2 separate regions of the Mus musculus genome follow, and region 2 is linked to region 1. The links are chromatin contacts, called in public Micro-C maps. All regions are on one chromosome and are shown on one strand. Each heading gives the region's core, a stretch centred on a gene start, on an enhancer-like site or on the middle of the called end of the contact. The rest is flanking DNA. Distances are from core to core; before and after follow the strand shown.

Region 1 (2,623 bases), core at 50-2,549:
TGATTCCTTATCCCAGTGGTTCTATTAGAATCTACTGTTCACTTCTGTAAAACCTCTGGCCTTAACCAGACGGAGTGGCACATGTCTGTAACCCCAGCACTTGGGAAGTTGAGACAGGGTGATTTTGAGGCCAGCCTGGGCTACCTAAGGAAACTGTGCTTCTAAAACCAAACCAAACCAAACCAAACCAAACCAAACCAAACCAAACCAAACCAAACCAACCAAACCAAGCCAAATAATCTTCCCAACCGCAAACTAAAACTCAAACCCAAGGGCTGGAGAGATGTCAGTGGTTAAGAGCAGTGGCTGCTCTACCAGAGAATCTGGGTTGAATTTTCAGCAACCACGTGGTAGCTCACAACTGTCTGTACCTCCAATTCCAGGGGATCTTGTACCCTCACACAGGCATATACGCAGCAAAACATCAATGCACATGAAATAATAATAAAAAAAACCAACAACAAATACTCAAACCCTAAATGCCTGCTGTATCTCTGCAGGAGCCCAGTAGAGCTAACCTTGTTCTCTGTCAAATGATTCATTGTCCCGAGAAGACCCTGGCTCTCTTTAGGGAAAAACAAACCAGACACAACATCGTATAAACATCTTACTGCTGTTATTTAAGCCAGAAATACAGAGACCAGAGTGGATCATCACTGCCTCTTTTGGCTTTTTGTTGCTTTCTGTTTTTGAGACAGTCAGTCTCTTGTTGCCAAGGCTGACCTTGAATTCTGATCCTCCCTCTCCATCCTTCCACGTTGTTGGGATTCCAGGCATGAGGGCAGGAGCCACCATACCCTGATCCTGCTTCTGGTTTTGACACAGACAGCAGCAGCAGCAGCAGCAGCAGCAGCAACAACAACAACAACAACAAAACAACCCCATGCAGCTCAACCCTCTAGCGGGGCTCCAAAATGCCAGCTCCCTGTTCTATATAGCTCTGTCCTCACGGGAGTTCATACTCTGACCGAGGCCAGACAGGCCATCTGGGCCTTTGTTGTGGTGCTTCCATTGTTCACATTACCTCCTCAGTGTTTCTATATGGTTTTAAACTTTGACTCTATGCCTCATGGGCCCATCAGCAGTGACTTTGGGACACTTCATATTAATGCCTTTAAAAGAAAATTAGGCTGAGCCAACTGTGGATATATGAATGAACGTGTAGTTTAAAGAGACCTTTACATCAAAGGTGGGACTGTTGTAGAGATATATGACTCCTGAGGGTGCTGCCGTGAGCACAGCTGGTTCCAGACACCCCAGTGGTGCTCACACTGCTGGCCACAGGAAGTTTCCTGAGGACCACTAGAGGGTGCTCACGCCTTAGCTTTAAGCGAGTCATTGGCCACAAGTTGCACAGACTTCAGAGCCTGGCTGGCTTCCTTTGGCGGAGGGACCAAGCTGGGCAGTTAATGTGAAAAGGCAGTGGGGCTTCTGAACTGTGAGCTGGTGACCTTGTAACCTGATGCCCTTGGGCGAGCACATTTTCTTTTTGCACCGCAGGTTCTTCATCTATAGGGGAAAGATTAAGCTATGTTGAGGATTTTGAATTGTGCCTCATATAAGGGCCCCAGAGACAGGAGGGCTGAGGAAAAGTGACCCTTTCCTATGGAACAACCTATTTTCATTACTGACTTTACTGATACTTGGTATCAGAGAAAAGTCAGAAAGCGGGAAGACTGGCCAGTGCTTGGCCAAAGAGTATGGAGGGTCTCTGGCTACAACCTTGACTTTGGCCATGAGGTTTGCAGAGGAGACACACTTTCACTTCAGAAAAAGAATGCAGTATGGGCCGGAGCTAATAAGATAGGTACCTGAGGGTGATCTGCCGAGGTTAGCCATTCACTACTTCCTAGCAGGGCTGGAACTTACCTCCACTGGTTTTAGTCACCATTCTTAGATCAGGAATTCTAGCAGGAGACAGGAGGACAGGGTAAAAGTGTCCTTGAGACTTCATGGCTGGTCCTGAAGGAAAAAAATACATTTTAGAGAGAGAGAAAAAAATGCCCTTTCTTTTACATTGAACATTTCTCATAAAAACATTCAGACACAAAGCTTAAACTTTGATAATAAATATGTATGGAAGTGAAAGCAATGACCATATATATATACTCCTCTGCCCAATGTATGCATTCCCTGACTTGTACTCCTGCTATGTAGACCAATAGGAAATAAAACCGTGAGAGGCTCCTCAAACTCCCTTACACATAAGACTGGCCAGTGCTTGGCCAAAGAACCTGGAAATACTTCTAAGAATGTTTGTGGCTGAGAGTAGTGGTGCATGCCTTTGATCTCGGCACTCAGGGGCAGAGCCAGCTGAATTTGAACTCTGTGAGTTCAAGACCAGACTGGCCTGCATAGTGAGTTCCAGGCTGGTCAAAGTGACAACACTTTTTTGACTGCCTCAAAATAAGCAAAACAACAACAACAACAAACAACAAAAGACCAAACCAAAACAACAAACAAAAACAAAACACACACACACACACAAAACACCCCAAAAAACCAAACCAAACCAAAATAGAGAATGTTCATATGACTCGGTGTCAAGCACCTGCTGATCATGTGTGAGGCTCTAGGTTTGATCCACAGCATGGAAATAAAAAGACATTTATAAAACCTGGGG
Region 2 (2,623 bases), core at 80-2,579, 79 kb before region 1:
TCTGAGTTCTGGTCCACCCAGGTATACAGAATGAAACCCTGTCTCAAAAACAAAAAAAGAATGGTAAGTGCTCTTTCCAGTCCTTTTACCTCATTTCCCTCCAACAGGATCTCTCACTGAACCCAGAGTTTTCTATTTTGGCCTCGCTGGTGCTGATTATAGATGCCACCACTTTTACAGGTGTGCTGGGGATTTGAACCCAGATTTTTATCCCTGCTTAGCAAGCATCTTGTCCATTGAGCTCTTCTTAGCCCCAAGATTATGAATTTTTTTCACAATGGCAACACATTTCTTTTTTTTTTTCTTTTTTGTTTTTTTGAGACAGGGTTTCTCTGTGTAGCCCTGACTGTCCTGGAACTCACTTTGTAGACCAGGCTGGCCTCGAACTCAGAAATCCACCTGCCTCTGCCTCCCAAGTGGACAACACATTTCATTCAGGGAATTCCAGTGTCACTTTTCAAAACCTTCAGTGCTCTGAATTTTGTATCAAGGCAACAGCACAAAATTGAAGTGGCTGAACCTCCCAAGTATAGGTCACCCTTCTGGATAACACCAGCTAGCCAGAAAGGCAGAAATCAGCAGATTTGGCTTTAGTTTTGCATTTAAGTTGTAAGTACCTCACACAAATCAGAGAACAGAATGTTTAAAATGTCTTAATATACTCCATTCTCATTTTTCATTTTATTTAAAATAAAAACTTCAGTGTTGACTATAATCTTCTGACTGGCGTCATCATCATTCAAAGCTGTGACATTTTAGTGCTGCAGATTAACCTGTTAGCGCTGAGGCACAGCGATTTGAATGAACGCTTGCATAAATCCAGGGTTCCATGGAACATGGTTTGAAAACTCTTTTTCCCTCTCTTGGAGCCATTGTCATTGTAATTTAATGATCTTACCTCTTAGGAAATGACAGCTGCTTAAGCTATAGGTATAGACCAAGGTTTAAACGTTTTTGGGTCATCTCTCGGGATCTAAAGAAAAAAAGGGAATAAAAGACCAAAACTTAACATGTGTACTGAATGCATATCTGGCTTCAGTTTTGACCAGAGAAATCACATCAAATCACCTTAAAAAAATAAAAACAAAAACCAAGCAAACAGGGTCTCCATGCACACCTATCATTGACCTGGAACTCCCTCTATAGACCAGGCTGGCCTGAAACCCATAGAGAAAGGTCCACCTTCCTCTGCCTTCCGAGTGCTGGGAGTATGCCTGGCCATATCAAGTCTTAAGGTTGCAAAACTACACAGAATAGAAGGCAGGGTTTTTTCTGGTTCCTAGGGAACTGGACCTTGGCATTCTTCTTGAATGATAACATTCATCAGCACATGCCAAGAGAAAGTGACTGGGTTTTATGTTCTTTTCCACCTCTGCAGCATTATCCAAAGATGCATGGTGTGTGCTTCTGCTAGTTAAACCCCAAGCTCTCTGTACGATCCTGGGCTACAAGCTTCCAGAATTTGATTCCTTTATCTTCCTCGTGGTCTAGATGTCTATCTTTTCTGAGAATTTGTCCTTTTAGCTTTGTCCTCAGGGACACTGTACTTACTGGCTGATTTTGTGTGTCAACTTGACATAAATTGGAGTTCTCACAGAGAAAGGAGCCTCCCTTAAGGAAATGCCTCCATGAGATCCAGCTGTAAGGCATTTTCTCAATTCATGAGCAAGGGGGGAGGGAGGGCCCATTGTGGGTGGTGCCATCCCTGGGCTGGTAGTCCTGGGCTCTATAAGAAAGCAAGCTGAGCAAGCCAGGGCATTAAGCCAGTAAGTAACATCCCTCCATAGCCTCTGCATCAGTTCCTACTTCCTGACCTGCTTGAGTTTCAGTCCTGACTTCCTTTGGTGATGAACAGCAATGTGTAAGTATAAGCTGAATAATCCCTTTCCTTCCCAACTTACTCCTCCGTCATGATGTTTGTACAGGAATAGAAACCCCAGCTAAGATAGCCACAAACACATCCATTACCTCTGCTGTGCTCCTGTTTTCATTTGAAGGGTTGACTTTTATGTCCATTTTAAATTATTTTCATTTTTTTGAGACTACGACCTTATGCAGCCTAAGCATTCACTACAGCTCCGAGCTACATCCCCATCCCTACAAAGGGGCTGAGCTACATCCCCAGCCCTACAAAGGGGCAGAGCTACATCCCCATCCCTACAAAGGGGCTGAGCTACATCCCCAGCCCTACAAAGGGGCTGAGCTACATCCCCAGCCCTACAAAGGGGCTGAGCTACATCCCCAGCCCTACAAAGGGGCTGAGCTACATCCCCAGCCCTACAAAGGGGCAGAGCTACATCCCCAGCCCTACAAAGGGGCTGAGCTACATCCCCAGCCCTACAAAGGGGCTGAGCTACATCCCCAGCCCTACAAAGGGGCTAAAAGATGGAATTTTATCCCAATAATGGAAAGATATAAAGATTTCCACAAGAATTTTTTATATTCACATAAAATATATATATTCATATGGGAATGTAGCTCAGAGGGAGAGTGTGTGGTTCTGTAACATCCAAAATGAATTCAAGACCACCCAGTACCTTCCCCCTTCTTTTCGAAGGACTTCCCAAACTGTAGCAGGCCAAGTGCAGAGCCAGATAAGAAAACTGGCTGACTAAACAAATGT

Evidence for each region. Hi-C and Micro-C count contacts between places; a contact is called where the count stands out from the background.
Region 2: a Micro-C map of granulosa cells shows a contact between it and region 1, with 2.1 times the contacts expected there. The contact joins two enhancer-like sites. A contact is called at or near these places in 1 of 15 datasets of contacts at CTCF or cohesin (the NIH/3T3 cell line), 18 of 484 Hi-C or Micro-C datasets (the C2C12 cell line, ECoMG myeloid progenitors, the G1E-ER4 cell line and 13 more) and 3 of 115 datasets of contacts at active chromatin or transcription factors (bone marrow-derived dendritic cells, embryonic stem cells and pancreatic cancer cells).

The regions. Positions count from the first base shown.
Region 1 is chr1:58,295,202-58,297,824 of GRCm38.p6, reverse strand. Aox2 (aldehyde oxidase 2) reads right to left here. Exons shown (of 36, transcript NM_001008419.2): 10 at 1,870-1,962. All of the region lies in intron 2 of Gm15759 (a long non-coding RNA gene), which reads left to right. Among named protein-coding and RNA genes, the nearest start is that of Aox2, 18 kb to the right of the region's middle. Within about 2 kb of position 1,299, at least 24 of the 459 cell types and tissues checked have an H3K27ac peak or open chromatin away from gene starts, as enhancers often do. A contact at or near this core is called in granulosa cells, where this site is marked.
Region 2 is chr1:58,374,612-58,377,234 of GRCm38.p6, reverse strand. It overlaps Aox2 (aldehyde oxidase 2), which reads right to left. Exons shown (of 36, transcript NM_001008419.2): 35 at 899-973. The coding sequence ends at 920. The region is part of intron 2 of Gm39644 (a long non-coding RNA gene); the gene reads left to right. Among named protein-coding and RNA genes, the nearest start is that of Gm39644, 17 kb to the left of the region's middle. Within about 2 kb of position 1,329, at least 15 of the 459 cell types and tissues checked have an H3K27ac peak or open chromatin away from gene starts, as enhancers often do. A contact at or near this core is called in granulosa cells, where this site is marked.